Linked DNA regions of Salvelinus alpinus: region 1 is linked to region 2. Evidence: chromatin contacts called from public Hi-C data. All regions are on one chromosome and are shown on one strand. Each heading gives the region's core, a stretch centred on a gene start, on an enhancer-like site or on the middle of the called end of the contact. The rest is flanking DNA. Distances are from core to core; before and after follow the strand shown. Region 1 holds the start of LOC139567911 (B-cell lymphoma/leukemia 11A-like). Region 2 holds the start of ccdc85al (coiled-coil domain containing 85A, like).

Evidence for each region. Hi-C and Micro-C count contacts between places; a contact is called where the count stands out from the background.
Region 1: a contact with region 2 is called in a Hi-C map of red muscle, with 7 times the contacts expected there. The contact joins the promoter of LOC139567911 here to the promoter of ccdc85al in region 2. A contact is called at or near these places in 2 of 3 Hi-C or Micro-C datasets (muscle and red muscle).

What each region holds. Positions count from the first base shown.
Region 1 is chr2:80,993,233-80,997,348 of SLU_Salpinus.1, forward strand. It overlaps LOC139567911 (B-cell lymphoma/leukemia 11A-like), which reads left to right and starts at 2,323. Exons shown (of 3, transcript XM_071389516.1): 1 at 2,323-2,769. The coding sequence starts at 2,715.
Region 2 is chr2:80,841,687-80,845,362 of SLU_Salpinus.1, forward strand. ccdc85al (coiled-coil domain containing 85A, like) reads left to right here and starts at 1,261. Exons shown (of 3, transcript XM_071389514.1): 1 at 1,261-1,636; 2 at 3,018-3,676. The coding sequence starts at 1,400. sec23b (SEC23 homolog B, coat complex II component) reads right to left here and starts at 679. Exons shown (of 17, transcript XM_071389512.1): 1 at 473-679.

The DNA of each region.
Region 1 (4,116 bases), core at 1,073-3,572, 150 kb after region 2:
CTTCTTAATATGCCACACCTGTCAGGTGGATGGATTATCTTGGAAAAATGTAAATGCTCACTAACAGGGATGTAAACAAATGTGTGCACAAAACTGGAGAGAAATACGTTTTTTTGTGTGTATGAATCATTTTTTCTGGGATATTTTACTTCAGCTCATGAAACATGGGACCAACACCTTATATGTTGCGTTTATATTTTTGTTCAGTATAATTCAGCTAGTCGTGGAAGACATTTCATAAAGGAAAGGATAAGAAGAGTATATTTTTAAATGTGTGCATTTTTTTCTCCTCCAAGAAAACAACAGCTGATTCAAATGGGTGGCAGATTTTAAAACACTTTTGCGGTAGCCACCAGGAGGATATTCTGTGCAGAAGACCTCTGTTCACCTACTAACGAATTGACACTATCCTCCACTACTCGACCCTGGACCACTAATCCGTTTCAAAGAGAGGAAAGAGTTCTTTCCATTTGAGAATCTCCCCTAGTTTGATTCGTTTAATACCCAGGCAACTGCTGTTAATTTATGCCCCATAGAAGTAGAACGGGTTCCAATGAGAAGACCGAATTGATAATAACAATTAATTACTAATACAATATACAAAGCACACAAGAAATAGCTTAAATTAAACTATGTTGAATGGCTCTTTGAACTGTGTTGAACTGTGTCTGATGTAAACTATAGGCTACAGGAGCAAGCACTATGCCAGGCAGATGTGGATTCTACTCTGATCCTTTAGCATCATCCACTGGAAGATAACATAAAGTGCAGGGTGGGCTTCAAATAATGTCTCCTTCGCAGTATTAGCAAAGGACCGCTAGAAAGCGCCGTTGTATAGACGTGTGATGGTGCAGTAGAAGGCTACACGCTACCACAGGGTGCCTAAGACGCAGAGGCCAAGCGCAAGTAAGCTGTCAACAGTGGCCTGTCAAAGCGCACACTGCTTACATTAAAATAGTTTAGTTTCCAAAAACTAAAACTAAAAAACTTCTGCAAGGCTGATAACATCTCCAGTTTTAGCCTGTTTTGTTTGTTTGGCTCGCCTGTAATTTAAGCTATGTTACGATGTATCAAACATTTTAATTACCATGTTTACATTGTGTGAAATATGACACTATATTACACTAACAGTGGGCCATGTGAACAGAAATATGTCTTAGATTTTTTTTTTTATCTCAGTGGGCAACGATAACTTTACGCATGTGGATTAGACTACACAAATACATTTCCTTATGAGGGAAAAGCACATAATTAACACATATAATGACCTTTTTGTTAATTAGGCTACTTATTTTATTATAGTCGACTTTTGTTCATATGGGAAATGTAGGTTAAGCTTCTAACGCAAAATAATAACGCAAGGGGCATTAAAACAAGGAAGAGAAGAACGTCATTTGTGTGAAGTAGTAGCCTATGAGTTTTCTTCAAGATGGCAAGACAACCCAAGTCCGGGAGAAACAAATACTAACAGGTTTACTGTAGCCTACAGAATATCTGTATTTTACTGTAGCCTATTTTACTTCATTGAATAGTGATAGTGTGAACTAGAATCATCTGATAGCAAAAACAATACGAATATCTATTTTCTCATGTCGACATGCTTTGAAATTAAATTCAAATATCAAAAGTGTCCACTTTGATGAAGTAACCTGCCTGTTATAGGCCTGTGATTGGTAAATTGGTGTTGACAGCCTTCGGAACACCGATGATATCACTACCAATAACCTTAAATGATTTGATAGGCCTAGTTATTTCATGATTTATTACCCTTTAAAATGGAATGTATGCCTATTATGTGACGTCGTAATATTATATCGTTAGTGCAAGATGTGGAGTGCTTTTGCGCAAGAACCAACATTAGGGTATTATTTAATGGACAAAATATGGTGGTAGGCTATGGACTGCTAAAATATGACATTCTTAAATATAGCCTATTTAATAAAGCGTATAGCCTATCGGGCTGTATCATTGTAACATACGTTTCTTTAACCCATTGGTTACCGACGGCCCGGAGATAGATGTCCACAATTAATTAAATAGGACTATTTACTTTATTATATCCAATTAAATCGATCCGTAAAGTGCACTCGCATCCTTTTCTCTCCACTATAAATTGTTGTTTTCCATGCAGTAATAGGGTAATGGTTCATATTTATTCTTAGGATCATATACAATGGTCCCATATTTTCTCCATATTTGTTGCCAAGAATCCTTCCACTTGGATGTGCTGTATCCCAAGGTTCACGTTCATTTCCAATCTCTCTCTCTCGCTCTCTCCTTCTCTATTGGCCCGGCCCCCCTGATCTCTCTGTCCATTGGCGTCTTCGGGGTCCCTTTCTTTTTTCATATACGGATCCAGTAATGACTGTCCACTGGTTTTGTTATTCTATCTCCACCTCCTACTCCCCAGCTTTGCCCTGCCCATGTGTTGTATCTCTATGTCCATCCATCGACTGACGTTCAAGTTCGTAGGAACGTCACGTCCGCACTTGAACTTGCAGCTCAGGGGGCTTTGCTCATATCCCTCTCTCTGTCTTTGCAAAAGAGTCATGAAGACTGCCGCACAGCCCGTGCCCCGCGCGTCATCGTGATGTGATCTATAATTCATTTTTTTGGATGTCAAACGCATCGATGAAGATATTTTATCTGGAGTCTATTACATTGTAGGACGCCTCTGCCAATGTGAACTAAGCTGAACGCCACCACTTACCAACATGTCTCGCCGCAAGCAAGGCAAACCCCAGCACTTGAGCAAGCGGGAGTTTTCGCGTAAGTAGAATTGAAAATTGCTTCTTCTATAATCTGGTAAACTAGAACACACACGGCCTCTTCTCAATGTATTTGGAGAATGTTTGTAGGCAACTGGACATGACGCGGACCCGTGGACATAACTTAACAGCGTGTCAAGAACGCTGTCATTGAATCGGATAACTTTCTATCGAAAAAAGTTGGACCTTGGAAAATATTGTATATTTGGTAAACAATAACGTATAAGGCTATTTTGCATGTATGTGCCGATGCTACAACACAGGCTTATTTCGCTATTAAATGACATATCGGCTGCAGTGGAGGGATACATTTGCCTATCAAGGTATCCTGTGGATATTTATATTTAGTCATATCTGTTTCTGATATGGAATACGCTACGAAAAGCAAAGTTTATCCCCAAATATGCAATTACACTTTGTTATTACTATTTGTTTGATAGCGTAGATTTTTTTTCGAGAGATGTTTTCTTTTTTGAATGGGGAGAAGGGGTGTTTACATACTCATAGCCCATACAGAAGACCTCGTGTGTGGAACCTAGCCAGCTTTGATATCGAGGGATATAGGATAGAGTTCACGATCCAAGAATACCACTGCACCTCCGTATAACCCAGTGATCCAATTACATTGTTATCGTTTACATCATGACTTAATGTGAATGGATACAATAAGCATTGGAATAATTGGAGACGTTCTATTAAATCTACTATTGGACACTCCGCTACGTTACGTTTAACGAAGAGGTTAATTTCAGAGAGGGGACACGGGAGGTTTTATGCAATAACATATTACATTTGGGCAGGCATACTGAAGTGGTGTTTTAGAGTCATTTATGAGTTATAAATGTATATTCAATAAGCTATTGCTTTTATGCTGTTTATGCCGTGGTGTATAATGGCATGATTTCAACGGTGCTCATTTCTTCTTCTTTTTACGTTACCGGGGGCTAGATCATTTGGAAACGAGTTTACATAATATGATTTTCCGTAAAAAAAAAAATGTTTTTTTTCCCACATATTCTGTAAATCGTTACAATGTTTCTACACGGTTGTTTCTCTTTTACCATTCAATTCTCGGAGGAAGCAAATTAGGTTCTCGTAACATATGCCTTCAATTGTAGTGTATTTATAGACGGCGCCGGTAGGGGGCAGAATATGATTGTGGACATACACGTCGATGAACTTGAACTTGATCTAGGCTACTTTATAGCTTTAACTACGTTGCCTGCTAGACCAAGCGCCGTTGTTCCTGGTCGTATATTTGATGTTCCTTGTTATGCCGTTGTGATATCTTATCAATAGACCTATTATAGTATTCCAAATAAATTAAATGGGAATCATTTGAATAGAT
Region 2 (3,676 bases), core at 11-2,510:
ACTAGGAACCAAATGATGATCATCTTGGCAACATTTAGCTACAAGCATGTTGTAGCAGTTAAATGGTTAGACAGGTATCACAAATCACATTTTAGGATCTCGTCCCTGGTAGAGATGCCTTCCTGAAAGGAGGCGGATGCTAGTAGCAGCAACAAGCTAGTTAGCGACAGGTTCTAGTTGACGTTGGCTAGAAACATTGAAATCTTAGGTAACGTTAGCTAACGCATTTTATCAAATTCCGGGAGTGTTTCTAAAGTCAATCTGCCATCGACATATCATGATAACTTGATATAAAACACGACCATGCAAGTTAAATGAACGATACAGATGTTAACTAGGCTAGCCTTGCTAACGGACTAACCCAGTTTTTAGTCGGCTTTTTTCCTGGACGAACCAAGGAAACGCAAACAGAATGGCCTAGCTAGACACTTTTCATCAAATTGATGCAGGCAGATCAGACGGAGAACCATACCTTTTATACAGATCCGGTTGGAAATCCAGACGAAGGTAAATAAATATTAGACTGTAATAAATCGGATCAGCATTTAGGTGATAAATACCGATGCGCAAACAGAATGAGAGAGCGAAGAATCTGTGGGGTCAACTCCCGGCCGGTATTCCTCTACTTCAGTAGAATGACGTGTTACTACATATTCTGGCCCTCGTGTCCATGACGTAGGATACAAGCACGCACACGAGGATCATGGGAAATGAAGTCCTGAATTTATTGTAGGCCTATAATAAAGATGACGAAATGCTGTAGCCTATGGCGTTTGATCTGTAGATGGCGCTGGGTACCAAAGCATACCCATCACCCCGCATCATTTGATGGAGACACTTGGATGGAGAGAGAGAGAGAGAGAGAGAGAGAGAGAGAGAGAGAGGAGGTTCTACTAGTCACTGCAGTCACGCTCTCTCCCTCTATTCACGCGCAGTGCACTTGCCTGGCGATGCTACAGCGGTTCCTCCTCCCTTATGTATTGGACTGTACAGCTACAAGAGGCGGGAGATGCGCATCAGCAACCCGCTACCCGTCAAAGCTCTCTCCACTTCAGGACGGAAGAGACTAAATGTGGATGCATTCAGGTGCAAACTTGCATGAACTAAAAAACAGTCCATGTCGGGGTTTCGGGATGTTAGATAGCTGCACGTAGCCTTTTCTAGGGCTATATTTCACTGTTGGACGAGGGAGTCGGCGGCGTCCTCAGCTGTTGCATTTGGGGGCTGAAGTGTTCGGCGCACAGAGAGAGGTCAGGCAACTATGCGATTTGATTTCGAACGGTAATTCCGGATCAGTTTGACTTGTGCGGCTGATGCGAGCGGAGGTTGACTCTCAGTGCCCTCTGAGTTGTATTTCAAGCCTGTTGTCACCGGTATTACCGACAACGGAACCGTAGGGATGGAAAAAGCTAGTCAGCCACAGCTTTCGCTGTCCATAACAAAGAGTGAAAGTCCAGCGGAGGACATCTCAAATATACAGGACGAGGACCTTCTCAAGTGGACCAAAGAGGATTTGGTGCGGCGGCTCCGGCGGTCTGAAGCCGATAAAATGAGCGTGATACTGGACCACAGCAATCTGATCCGCGAGGTCAATCGCAGCCTCCAGCTGCACTTGAACGAGATAAGAGGGCTGAAGGTGAGGGATGGGTGCGCACGACATTTCTTAAAAAGATGAGATCATAGTTAACGTCGGGGAGGCCGCACTGGCGCACCTGGGCGCGCACAGCATGAGAGGGTGTTCGGAGTTGAGTTTGCGCGTTCTTTAAAGGGCGCCGCTGTCCACATGATGAAATGGAGGCAGGATGTATATAAGTTCATTTCATTTTACAAGATCTCTCTCCCTCTCCCTGTGCATGTATCTGTGAGCGTGCATGTACCTACTTGTGTGTGTGTGCATCTATCATCTTCCATCAGACAGCATAGTGAGAGGGCATCTGGGCTGAATGTCAAGCATCATCATTCTTCTCTCTTTCTCGCTCACTCACCTGTTGTCTTTATTCTTCATCTCCTTTGCAAAAGCTTTGGTGTGTAGGCCTGTGGCACAACCTTGGTGCTTGCTCTTGGAATATCATCAACAAACTCTACTAGGCTACAGGAGTAAACCTAGTTCTTTTGTATTTTACCTTTATTTAACTAGGCAAGTCAGTTAAGAACAAATTCTTATTTTCAATGACGGCCTAGGAACAGTGGGTTAACTGCCTTGTTCAGGGGCAGAACGACAGATATGTACCATGTCAGCTCGGGGATTCAATCTTGCAACCTTTCGGTTACTAGTCCAACACTCTAACCACTAGGCTACGCTGCCGCCCCTATTGAACCCAGAATACTCATTAAACTCCTCAAATATATGACTTCTCTCTCCCAAATCTTATTTGGCGCAGTGTAACTAGCAATAATAATCCTGGCATAATCTTATTATTTCTCCAAGCTACATAGACTTGATTTAACATCCTCCTCCAATACTCTGAGCTTCATTAAAACGAGATAGGAGCGACTGAGATGAAGCACGTGGTGATGGAGGAAGGATCCTTGGCTGCTCCAGAGAGCAGACCCAAAAGCCCAGCCCGAAGCACCATGGTACCTAATTAAAGTACACGTGCTGGAGGGTCTGAGGAGTATGTTATTATGGATAATTAGGGGAGGTGGGAGAACTTTGGACAAAGATGCCATCATGTTGCAAATGAGAGAGAGAGAGGTATGTTCTGGCCTGGTGCTTTGCTTGCCCTCCCTCCCTGGCTCCCTCTCGCAGCTCACTCACGGACTATTTGCCCTCTACCACTCTTAAATCCAAAATTTTCACATCCATATTTATGTAATGCAGAGGTTTATGAGCAGCTGGATTTCATTTTTATTTGACTCTGTCTTTGATTGACATGATATTAAAGCGAGGTTCCTCGAATAAGAGATTTCTACCTCGGTAGGACCTAGATAAGAGTGAATGAATAAAATAGCACTAAGGAACACTTCTCACCTCTCTTTCTCCACTCCACTCCTCTCATCCCCTCTCCTCTCCTCAGGACATCAACCAGAAACTACAGGAGGACAACCGGGAGCTGAGGGACCTGTGTTGCTTCCTGGATGACGACCGTCAGAAGGGAAAGCGGGTGTCCAGGGAGTGGCAGCGACTGGGGCGCTACAGTGCCTCCATCATGAGGAAGGAGGTGACGTTGTACCTTCAGAAGCTCAAGGAGCTGGAAGTGCGGCAGGACGAGGTGGTCCGGGAGAACCTGGATCTCAAAGAACTCTGTTTGTTACTCGACGAGGAGAAAGGAGGAGGTGGTGGAGGGGTGGGGGTTGGTGGAGGAGGAGGAGGGGGGGGAGGTTGTGTGGTGGGGGTGGCAGGAGGGTGTAGGAATTCTATCGATAGCCAGAGTAGTTTGTTGCTGGTCCCTGGGACAGGGTTGTTGATGAGGGATGTGGGGGATGGGAGTAGTACGTCTAGCGCGGGGAGCGCCGACAGCTCCGATCACCCCCACCACAAGCTGCTCCACCTGGCTACACACGCCGGTAGCCTCGGGGGCGGTGGAACTGGGAGCCCGGAGCATCTCCAAAAGCCCCGGGCTGGCAGTGTGAGTGGAGAACGTGAGATCCCCTCCAGCCCTGAACCTCCTCACCCCCAGGGCAGGCACCGTAGCACCAGCCTGGAGTATCCGTACGCCATGCCCCAGATCTGCCG